Regions from separate parts of the Sus scrofa genome. Here region 2 is linked to region 1. Evidence: chromatin contacts called from public Hi-C data. All regions are on one chromosome and are shown on one strand. The core of a region is the stretch at or near the end of the contact, and the rest is flanking DNA. Distances in the headings are between cores, read along the strand shown. Region 1 holds the start of TMEM231 (transmembrane protein 231). Region 2 holds the start of CFDP1 (craniofacial development protein 1).

The links. Hi-C and Micro-C count contacts between places; a contact is called where the count stands out from the background.
Region 2: a Hi-C map of liver shows a contact between it and region 1, with 2.6 times the contacts expected there. The contact joins the promoter of CFDP1 here to the promoter of TMEM231 in region 1. A contact is called at or near these places in 1 of 5 promoter capture datasets (liver), 6 of 47 Hi-C or Micro-C datasets (embryonic fibroblasts, epiblast stem cells, heart right ventricle and 2 more) and 2 of 2 datasets of contacts at active chromatin or transcription factors (alveolar macrophages and skeletal muscle).

What each region holds. Positions count from the first base shown.
Region 1 is chr6:12,138,036-12,143,780 of Sscrofa11.1, forward strand. TMEM231 (transmembrane protein 231) reads left to right here and starts at 2,282. Exons shown (of 6, transcript XM_005664337.3): 1 at 2,282-3,152. The coding sequence starts at 2,652.
Region 2 is chr6:12,221,282-12,227,026 of Sscrofa11.1, forward strand. It overlaps CFDP1 (craniofacial development protein 1), which reads left to right and starts at 2,420. Exons shown (of 7, transcript XM_021093775.1): 1 at 2,420-2,652. The coding sequence starts at 2,589.

The DNA.
Region 1 (5,745 bases), core at 1,032-3,531:
GAACCTCCATATGCCACAGGTGTGGCCCTAAAAGACAAAAAACAAACAAAAAATAATCATCTATTCTAAATTTTTATTTTATTTTATTTTATTTTTGTCTTTTTAGGGCCACACCCACAGGCATATGGACGTTCCCAGGCTAGGGGTCAAATCGGAGCTGTAGCTGCCGGCCTACACCACAGCCACAGCAATATTGGATCCAAGCCATGCCTGCGACCTACACCACAGCTCATAGCAACCCCGGATCCTTGACTCACTGAGCGAGGCCAGGGATCAAACCTGTGTCCTCATGGATACTAGTCGGGTTCATAACCGCTGAGCCACGATGGGAACTCCCTAAATTTTTAAATTTTGTGGCGGCACCCATGGCCTGGGGAAGTTCCCGGGCCAGGGACTGAACCTACCCCAAAACTCTAACCAATGATACAGCAGTGACAACTGCCAGATCCTTAACCCACTGAGCCACAAAGGAACGCCTCTAAATTTTATTTTAATGGTTATATAAATGAAAGACATTCGCTTAAAGCACAGATACAATAGGTCAGAATCGCAACATAGATTTAAGCCTATCAATTTTTTACAGCTGTGTTGCTACCTCAGAAAAGCTTTAAAGCAAGAATATATAGTACGGGACCAGATATGTCAGAAACATCTTATGGCTGCTGACATTGTCAGCTTGGACTCTGGATAGTTCTCGCATAAGGGAGGTCTTGACCTCTCTCTGTGTTGTTAGGATCTCAGCTGTTTTCCTCATCTACAACCCACTTCTAGGTTATGGTAACTAGACTTCTCATGGTGATCGTTTTTAAATGTATAGGTATACTTGAGTTCCCCTTGTGGCTCAGGGCCCTCAGCCTGGGAACTTCCATGTGCCGCAAGTGCGGCACTAAAAGGACCAAAAAAAAAAAAAAAAAAAAAAAAAAAAAGAAATGTGTAGAAATACTTCATACTGTGAAACAGGAACTAATAGGGTTGTAGGTCACTTATACTTCCAAAAATAAACAAACTCATTAAAAAAAGAGATCAGATTTGTGGCTACCAGAATCAGGGTGGAGGGAAGAGGGGATTGGATGAAAAGAAGGTACAAACTTGCAGTTACAAGATAAGTACTAGGGATATAAGGTACAACATGATAAATATAATTAACACTGCACTGGGTTACATATGAAAGAAAGAGAATAAATCCTAAGAGATCTTATTATAAGGAAAAATATTTTCTATTTAATTTTCTATATGAGGTGAAGGGTTCACTAAACTTATTGTAATCATTTTATGATGTATGTAAGTCAAATCATTATGTTGTACACCTTAAACTTATATGGTGCTGTATGTCAGTTATATCCCAATGAAACTAGAAGACAAAAGCACTTCTAGGTTGGTTTTGAAATAGGAGCGTCTACTGCTGGACTCCATTCTGATAACAAACCTCACACTATCTCTTGGCACTGACATTTGATTCTTCGGGTCCTTTTGATAAAGAAGTTGGCTGTTGAACGTGTTAAAAAAAAATCCTGGGAGTTCCCATTGTGGTCCAGTGGAAACGAATCAGACTGGTATCCATGAGGATCCATTTGATCCCTGGCCTCCCTCAGTGGGTTAGGGATCTGGTGTTGCCATGACCTATGGTGTAAGTTGCAGACATGGCTTGGATCCTGCATTGCCATGCCTGTGGCATAAGCTGGCAGCTGTAGGTCCAATTTGACCCCTAACCTGGGAACCTCCATATGCCATGGGTATGGCCCTTAAAAAAAAAAAGATCCTTCTGCCTTGTTTGAAATACTAGGGAGAGCTTTTAATGAAGTGACACACCAAGGTTAACTTTGCAGAGGGCCAGAGCTTCCCCAAAACAGGTCGTCAAGCCTGTGCTCAACTATAACATAGTATAGTAGAGCTATATAGTAATTATCCTTATCCCTTGAAGAGCAGGGTGCTTTGTGACCTGTTTCGGTGTCTGTCTTGCTATGGACTAGTGAAAGCATTAGAAAATTTGGAGACAGGGGTTCCTGCCCTGGCTCAGTGGTAAGGGACCTGACTAGCATCCATGAGGATGTGGATTGGATCACTAGCCTCGCTCAGTGGGTTAAGGAACTGGCATTGCCATGGCCTGTGGTGTAGGTCACAGACGCAGCTCAGAACCTGTGTTGCTGGAACTGTGCTGTAGGCGGCAGTTGCAGCTCTTATTTGACCCCTAGCCCGGGAACTTCCATATGCCTGCGGATGCGGCCCTAAAAACAAACAAACAAATAAATAAATAAAAGTGAAAAGAAAGAAAGAAAAAAGGTACATTTGGATACAAAGGAGTGACCAGGTCCAGGACCACACTGTTTTCCTCCAATGTAAGGTGTGCCGTTACTGGACTCAGTGTACAGTGAACCACATTGGGGATTAACAGATGACACTTATGCAGGTATTTACTTTAATATTTATGAAAATCTAATTTGACACAAATGTTAACAAGGGCGATGCTAAGATTTGGGGGCACGGAACATTCCATTTCTGCTCAGCTTATAGGAAAGGGCGCCTAACGCTTAAAGCTAGGACTACGATCCACCAGTGGGTACCGCCCCCCGTTAGCCCCACCCCCACCAAAGCCAGCTTCCTTGCTATTGGTTCCTTTCCCCGCGCCTGCGGTTGCCGTGGAGACCAAGGCTATGGCAACCAGGAGAAGCCAAAGTTGGTCGAGTCTCTGGAACCGCGGAGGGGTCCGGGACGCGCAGCCCGACTCCGACCTGTGCTCATGGCGCTCCACGAACTCTTTTCTCACCCGGTGGAGCGCGGCTACCGCGCGGGGCTCTGCTCCAAGGCCGCGCTGTTCCTGCTGCTGGCCACCGCCCTCACGTACATCCCACCGCTGCTGGTGGCCTTCCGGAGCCACGGTGAGCCTGCCTGAAGGCCAGTGCGCGACAGGATTCTCCCCGGTGCTCCCGCCGGCCTCCCTAACCTCTTCCCCTCTGCCTCCTGCCCTCTTTACCTCAGGGTTTTGGCTGAAACGGAGTAGCTACGAGGAGCAGCCGACCGTACGCTTCCAGCACCAAGTGCTGCTCGTGGCCTTGCTGGGACCTGAGCACGCGCACGGCGGATTCCTGGCCTGGAGCACGTTCCCTGCCTTCAACCGACTGCAGGGGGATCACCTGCGCGTCCCGCTCGTTTCGGTGCGTGGTTCTGGGCGGGTGTATGGATGGAGATGGGGATAGGGGCATGCGTGGGAGGAAGCTGGGCGGTCCGGGTCCTTGTCCCTGGGGGCCCTGCTTGGGTCTGAAGGAGTTACGAATCCACAGAAGTTGTGTGTACAGGCTCATTGGCCTAAGCTTATATTTAATTTCCTGGGGAGTAAATATTTTGTAATATTCGAATTCTCCAAGCCGTCCACCACCCCCGAGAAAATTAGTCACTGCTGTCAGGGTGTGTGTCCCACACAGAGACTGATAGCCTGCGGACAGCCTGTCTCTGGCCCCCATTTCCGTGGGCGTGGCCTGATGGAAGCGTGGTCGCGAAAGTTGCTGAGTCGTGAAAGCCAGTTGACGTTCTCTCTCTCTTTTTTTTTTTTTTTTTTTTTTTGGTTTTTCTGTTTTTTTTTTTTTTTTAGGGCCGCACCCGCAGCATATGGAGGTTCCCAGGTTAGGGGTCTAATCAGAGCTGTAGCCGCCAGCCCAAGCCAGGGCCAGAGCAAAGAGGCATCTGAGACGCGTCTGCGACCTACACCACAGCTCATGGCAACGCCAGGTCCCGGATCCGTAACCCTGTGCGGGAGGTCAGGAATTGAACCTGCGTCCTCACGGATGCTAGTCAGACTTGTTAAGCGCTGAGCCATGACGCGAATGTCTAATGCTCTCTTTAATTACTCGTTCTTGCAGCTGGCTTGTGCTTCAGCAAGCAGTAGCAACAAAAAGGGCGGGTATTTTTAGGCAGACTGACATGTGGAAGCAGAGGCGCTGATTGGTTAAGTGACCTCCCCAGACTGTTGCTGGCCCAGTCCAGCCTCCCTGGGCTTGCCTCCTGAGATGCTGCTGCATCCTGCCGCCGTCTGGGGGTGAAAACGAAGTTTTTTACTGCCTGTAATCTAGTGTCTGATTCGAGGTAAGTGAATGCTTCCTTTATAGTCACCCACCCCTTTACGCTCATTTTCAGGAGACATTTTCCTTTGAAAGTAGGAAAATTCTGGATTTTCTTCTTTCAAAGTTGGATCTCTTTAGACACCTCTGAGATGATTGGCCTACAGCCAAATTGGTGTAGCTGAAAAAAAAAAAATAAGATTTTTCCCAGCAACTTAATAAAATGAAAAAAAAAGTAATCTGACTGTTCATATGAATAACCACAAGCAAAATAGGATTCAGATTTTTTATGAATATTTAACTTTCCTTACCTTTTTTATGATTATGAATTCTCCTTGTAAATTATTAAAGAGTTACAGGTATATATAATGACATAAAATTAAAGACCCAGTTTGGCACATATATCAGTATTTGTGTATAATTCATTTATTTCTCATCTCTCCCCTGCTAGACCTAATTCCATGTGGGTAGACTCAGTATGTCTAGAATTGCATGTCTCATTTTTTTTTTTGGACCACACCTGGGACATATGGAAGTTCCCAGGCTGGGGGTTGAATTGGAGCTTCAACTGCCAGCCTGTGGCACAGCAGAGCAGGATCCAAGCCACATCAGCCACATCTGTGACCTACCTCACAGCTCATGGCAACTCGGGATCTTTAACCCACTGAGTGAGGCCAGGAATCAAACCCACATCCTCATGGATACTATCAGGCTCATCACCACTGAGCCACAATAGGAACTTCCCATGTATCAATATTTGTTAATCAAACTTCTTTTTAAGGTCTGCAAAGTAATCGATACAGAAAGTGGTAATGGATTTAACCAGTTTCCTGTTGGTGGATATTTGATTTGCTTTTACTTTTAAACATCACATTGTGAGAAATTGGAATAGAAACTGTATGTTGAAATTGTAAAAGTACACAGAAAACTACGCAAGCAAATAAAAAACACAGTAAGGAGGAGTTCCCATCGTGGCTCAGTGGTTTACGAATCTGACTGGGAACCGTGAGGTTTCGGGTTCCATCCCTGGCCTTGCTTAGTGGGTTAAGGATCCGGCGTGGCCGTGAGCTGTGGTGTAGGTTGCAGACGCGGCTCGGATCCCACGTTGCTGTGGCTCTGGCATAGGTCGGCAGCTACAGCTCCCATTGGACCCCTAGCCTGGGAACCTCCATATGCCACAGGTGCGGCTCTAGAAAAGACAAAAAAAAAAAATTTGCTCAACCTAAAAGTTGAGAGTTCTGTTTTATATTCAGTAGACAAAACTGAGGACTTAAGCCCAGGAGACCGCTTCTCTGGTAACCCTGAGAAAACCCACTCTAAGGAAAGGAGGGGAGCTGGGATACATAGGAGTTTTGCAGCAAAGGGCACACAGATTACTGTTAATAAAAGAAAACCAGGGCGTTCCCGTCATGGCTCAGTGGAAACGAATCTGACTGGCATCCATGTGGACCAGGTTTGATCCCTGGCCTCGATCAGTGGGTTAAGGATTCGTTGTTGCCATGAGCTGTGGTGTAGGTCACAGACAGCTCGGCTCTGGTGTGGCTGTGGCTGTGGTGTAGACCAGCAGCTACAGCTCCGATTTCACCCCTAGCCTGGGAGCCTCCATATGGGAGTACAGCACCCCCCCCCAAAAAAAAACTAGATATCTCAAGAAATTTAGCACATTTCTTTGTATTGGGAAGATGGAAGAGTC
Region 2 (5,745 bases), core at 1,170-3,669, 83 kb after region 1:
ATACAGTACTGTAAACACATCCTACATACTGTACAGTAATGCAAATATAGTTCTGAAAAAAGGGAAGCTCAAACATTTAAAGTTTTATGAAAACATGAACTAGAATCTTACTGTTGATGGAGCTGAAGATTGGGTGATGGCACCAGGCAGAGTGTGGTTAAACCTCTCGACCTTGGCTTGCCCCACAAAAACCAAGGGAGAGGTTGGTGGAAGTCATTCTGCAGGAGGGGAAGAGGATGGAAGAGTGACAACTGTTGGTTCAACCTCAGGGGTTTGGCTCTCACCACTTGTTGATGCAATCGGCAATCTTCCTTCCCCAACTGGCTCCCAATACTGGGAGCCTGCATGGCTTTTCGCCTCAAATCCTTAAGCATCTTGGCATAGGGGGCAAACGCAAAGGAGATTAAGCGCTTAAAGTTGAGGCTGCGATCGAGCATAGGGTCACACACTTCCATGTCATTGAATAGTTTTCCCAAGGCAGAGTTCCATTCTGATATTTTGGCCGCTGTAAGAGGGACAATTCCTGGACTCTTAGGCTGACTTTCATCGCTGTCTTCGTTATCATGGACTCCAACGCCTTGTTTTGCCATCTCGTCCAGGTCTTCATTGGTGGGTTCTTAATCTCCCCCACATCCTCTTCCCTCATATCATCAAAACCTTCTCCACTTATTTGCCACGCGATAGGCATTATGTTTTTGACACTGTTTTTTATACTTTCTGTTACACCTTCAAAACCTTCAAAATTTTCCACACAGTCCAGCCAAACATTTTTCCAACAGTTATTGATAGCAGCCCGCTTGATGTTGTCCCAGGCTGTGCCAACATAATCAATAACGTTGTGTATAGTGACTGACTTCCAATAGTCCATCACGGTACTTTCCTTGTTGGCTTTGAGAGCCTCGAAAGCCTTGCTGTAAAGCTCCCTAGTATAGTGCGCCTTGAAGGCTTTTATTATGCCCTGATCCAGGGGTTGGATGAGAGACGTAGCATTTGGGGGCAAGAAAAGAACTTCTACGTTGGGGTGAGCATTTGTGAGTTCTTCACAGCAATGGACGGGCACATTATCCAAAATGAACAAAATCTTGAAGGCAAGGTTTCTGTCCTGGAGATAGTATTCAACTTCTGGTATGAAGCAACTCTGGAACCAATCAGACGTCATCCACGCTTTTTTGTTCCACCTCCAATGGACCGGCATATGGTTCACACTTTTCCCTTTAAATGCTTGTGAACTTGGAGCTCTGTACACCATTAGGGGTTTGCAGTTAAAGTCACCCTTGGCATTGGTGCACAAAAGCAGGGTTGCATAGTCTTGGAAAGATTTAAAGCCAGAGGCTTTGGAGGCCATTTGCGTTATATAGGTTCTTTTGCCAACATCCTTATAAAATAAGCCAGTCTCATCAGCATTGAAAACCTGCTCTTCCACATATCCTTTTTCCTTATAATACTTAGCAAGTATTTTTTAAATTTCTGCAGCCTCCTGATCTGCAGAACTTGTCTCACCTGCAAGCTTAACATTATTCACCCCATATCGCCTTTTGAAACGTGCAAGTCACCCAGCACTAGCCTAGGACGGTTTCACATTTTTCTGACCCTGGGTAACATGGCTGTAAATTTCGTTGGCTTTCAGCTTCACAGCAGTGCTGTCCACCACACCTTTTTTATCGGTTGTCTTCTCATGAATCCACAAATTGAGCCGCTTTTCCATTTTTTCCATTGCTTCCTCACCCCCACTATAGACGTCACTTCAGCACTTTCCGGAGCAGCCTCACGTACAGATCGGCGAATTTCCTTTTCTTTTTTTCTTGATGTAAAGGATTGTTGACTCATTAACATTGAACTCACGGCCAAGAGCACTACAACTCATGCCTAAACGAAGCTTATCTAACACTCGTATTTTCCCCGGAAGGCACATCACAGCCTTCTTGCGCTTAGGAACATTAGGCAGCACCTTAGCACCACGCTCGGGGGTCATTTTTAACAGCGAAATCACCAACAAAAAGCACAAAAATGCAAAAAACGCGGCACTAAAGTGATTGCGAAAAGGACACTTATTTACAGCATTCGAGCGGAAGAAGCAAGACCGCCTGCCTCTTTCAACCTTGGTACCACAAACCTTGGGTTGACTCAAAAATTTTCACTCTCTGCGCATGTCCGCAAATAACCCCAGAAAGCACCGCGAATATTAATTTTGGGGGTGATAATAAATTTTAACAAGTAAGCGATTTCAAAAATACCAAACTGCGAGTAATGAAGGTCTGCCGTATTCCCACGGGCAAAACAAACTTAGTTTAAGCATGTTTACTAAATCAAAGCAGCTGGTAGCTCTGAAGACTACAAGTTCCAGCATGCACCGCTTCGGCGCCCAGCCCGTGTTCCGCCAACCCCCACAGTAGCATCCAGCAGAAGGCACTGGTCCGGAAGTGTCGCATTCGACCACATACACTCTCTGCGCATGTGCAGAGGCTGGGGGCCGCCCCAGCCGCCGCCGCCGCCGCCCCCGCCGCAGCTCTATGGTGGCTCCCTAGAGCTTTGCCGTTGGGGGCAGCTGTTGCGGCCCTGCGACTCAGCCCCCCTCGTGCGGCAGCGATATGGAGGAATTCGACTCCGAAGACTTCTCCACCTCGGAGGAGGACGAGGACTACGTGCCGTCGGGTGAGCGACTCGGCTAGAGGCGAGAGGCAGCTTGCCCCGCCCCGCGTCTCACGTGAGGCGCGCTTGGCTCCCGTGCGTGGGCCCGGTGGCCCGGGTGGCTCTCGGGCGCGGGTGCCGCGCGTCCTCGTACCGCGCGGCCCCCGTGACCCGGGATGTGTGCCCCGGGCTGTCTCGCGCAGCCCTTTCTCGAGGCCTCACTTCGGCCGACGCCCCCTCTCGGAGTTCGGGAACTGGCACGTGAACAGGGCCCTATCTCTGGGGACGCTGGCGGTGGTCGGTCTTCGCGTACCCTCACCAACCTTGCAGTCTTCTGAAAGGCAGTCTGTCGCCAGACCTTCCGCCCCCAGGGAATTAATTGCTCGCTGGCATCACGGCAGAGATAGATATCTTCACTTTCTGCCTGCAGGAGGGATCTTCTTGTTAGCAAGTTCACTTAATGATACCCTTTGCCTCTCTGCAATGTCTGTATCCATTTCTCTCTTTTCAGACCTTGTTTTTGTATAGGTTTCTAAAACCGAACCCAGGCTGAAATAAACGTCACCCAGACCTACCCCTTCCGGCATCCTGCACCTTCCCCAGGCTTCCCCATCAAATTATAAGTATCTTCCTATAGAGTAGCTCCGATGAAAAATAAAACCAAAAAAGCCTAGGAGTTGTCCTTGTTTCCTCTCTTTTGTTCCAACCAGTGTGTCTGTGTGGAAAATGAGTTTCTCATCACTCTCTCTCCAATCTCACTCTTACTGAACAACTATTATTCTTCACTAAGACCTGAAGTAACTTCCCAGCTGGTTTCTCAGATTCCTTGTCCACCAACATTGGTCTTTACATATCTGCCAGTGTGATCATTTGAAAACCAGTTTTCATTTGAATCAAAGTTTTGTATGCACCTGCTGAAAAATAGTCAAATATTTCTTTTTTAAGTTATTTTATCTTAGAATGTTTTTTTGCTTTTGGGGACCATGGAAGTTCACAGGTTAAGGGTCAAATTGGAGCTGCAGCTGCCATCCTACTCCACAGTAAGAGGAACGCGGCATCTGAGCAGAGTCTGTGACATACACCACAGGTAGTGTAGCTGGCAACACCAGATCCTTAACCCACTGAGTAAGGCCAAGAAGGGAACCTGCATCCTCATGGATACTTGTCGGGTTCTTTTCTGCTGAGCCACAGTGGGAACTCCAAAAATAGTTAAATATTTCTAACAGATTTATTTTCAAATGGCAGTTCCTATCACTATTAATCATCCGTATCACTTCTCTGCAGAATGATATCTGCTTTTAAAATTTGGTATTTCCATTGTGTTTTCTTAATCTGTCCATGTTAAGTCTTATTTTTTTACCCCCTTTTAGCTTTCCCCTTACTGCTGACACATCTTTTCACCTTCAGACCCTCTCTAACTCTCCAGCCTGCTAATGTTCCTCTGTCTAATTTGGGTTAGGTCATTATTAAGTGTTTACTTTTTTAAAGCAACTGTGGACACCATGTTCTGGCCGAATCATGTGGTATATACCGTTATGGCTATTCCTGCACTAGTTTTCTCTGGAGTTAATCATTGCAATTTTGTTGTTGTTGCTTAGTTATTTATTTATTTATTTGTCTTTTTAGGGCTGCACCCACAGCATATGGAGGTTCCCAGGCTAGGGGTCAGTCGGAGTTGGAGCTGCTGGCCTATGCCACAGCCACAGCAATGTCAGGTCTGAACCGCATCTTCAACCCACACCACAGCTCATGGCAGTGCCGGATCCTTAACCCACTTCGCAAAGGCCAGGGATCGAACCTTGTGACCTCATGGATGCTAGTGCGATTCATTTCCATTGAGCCACACTGGGAACTCCTGTTAGTCATTTATGTACTTGCTACTAAACTCTCAGAATTGTCTAAATCATTTCCTGAGATATTTAGATTCATTAGGAGTTCCCTTTGTGGCACAGCCAAAATGAATCCGACTAGGAACCATGAGGTTGCAGGTTTGATCCCTGGCCTCACTCAATGGGTTAAGAATTCAGTGTTCCTTTGAACTGTGGTATAGGTCGCAGACTTGGCTCGGATCTGGCATTGCTGTGGCTGTGGTGTAGGCTGGCAGCAACAGCTCTGATTAGACCCCTGGCTTGGGATTCTCCATATGCTGCGTGGGTGCGGCCCTAAAAAGACAAAAAAAAAAAAAAGAGTAGATTCATTAGATAAACTTTTTTTTTTTTTCTTCTCCTTTTTATGGCCACACAATATGGAAGTTTCCAGGCCAGGGGTTGAATCAGAGCTGCAGCTGCTGGTGTACACCACAGCCACAGCAACACCGAATCTGAGCCACGTCTGCAGCCTATATAGTAGCTTGCTGCAATGCTGGATCCTTAACCCACTGAATGAAGCCAGGGATCAAACCTGCTTCCCCACAGACAGACACTATGTAACCTGCTGAGCCACAAAGGGAACTCCATCATTCACTTTTTTCAAGTATCTTTGCCTTCTGACCTGCTCTAGCTTAGCTGAGTTTTACCATTTTTAAACCTAAGATCTTCCATCGTCACCACCACTCTGGATATCCTTTTATTTCCCTTCTCTCTTGGATTCCCTGTTTCTTGGGTCTCGTGATGTCTTTCTTGGTTTCTTCCACCAAAATGAGAATAAATCTTCAAATAATTCTTGAGGAAAGATTCATGGTAGAAACTTTTGAGACCCCAAATATTTAAATATTTAAATAACCAAGTGACTCTCAGGCATGATTAATAGTTTGGTATAGAATTTTGTGTTCTATAATAATAATAATTCTGGGCTCTGTAATAATAATTTTCCTTCTGAATTTTTTTTTTTTTTTTTTTTTTTTTTGGCCACACCAGTGCTTTCCTGAGCCAAGGGTCAAACTTGTGAACCATCAGCGACCCAGGCCACTGCAGTGACATCACCAGATCCTTAACCTGCAGTGCGTCAGGAGAACGCCATCTGAATTTTTTTTTTTCCTTTGTCTTTTTGCCATTTATTGGGCCGCTCCCGTGGCATATGGAGGTTCCCAGGCTAGGGAGTCGAATCGGAGCTGTAGCCGCCAGCCTATGCCAGAGCCACAGCAACGCGGGATCCAAGCTGCGTCTGCAACCCACATCA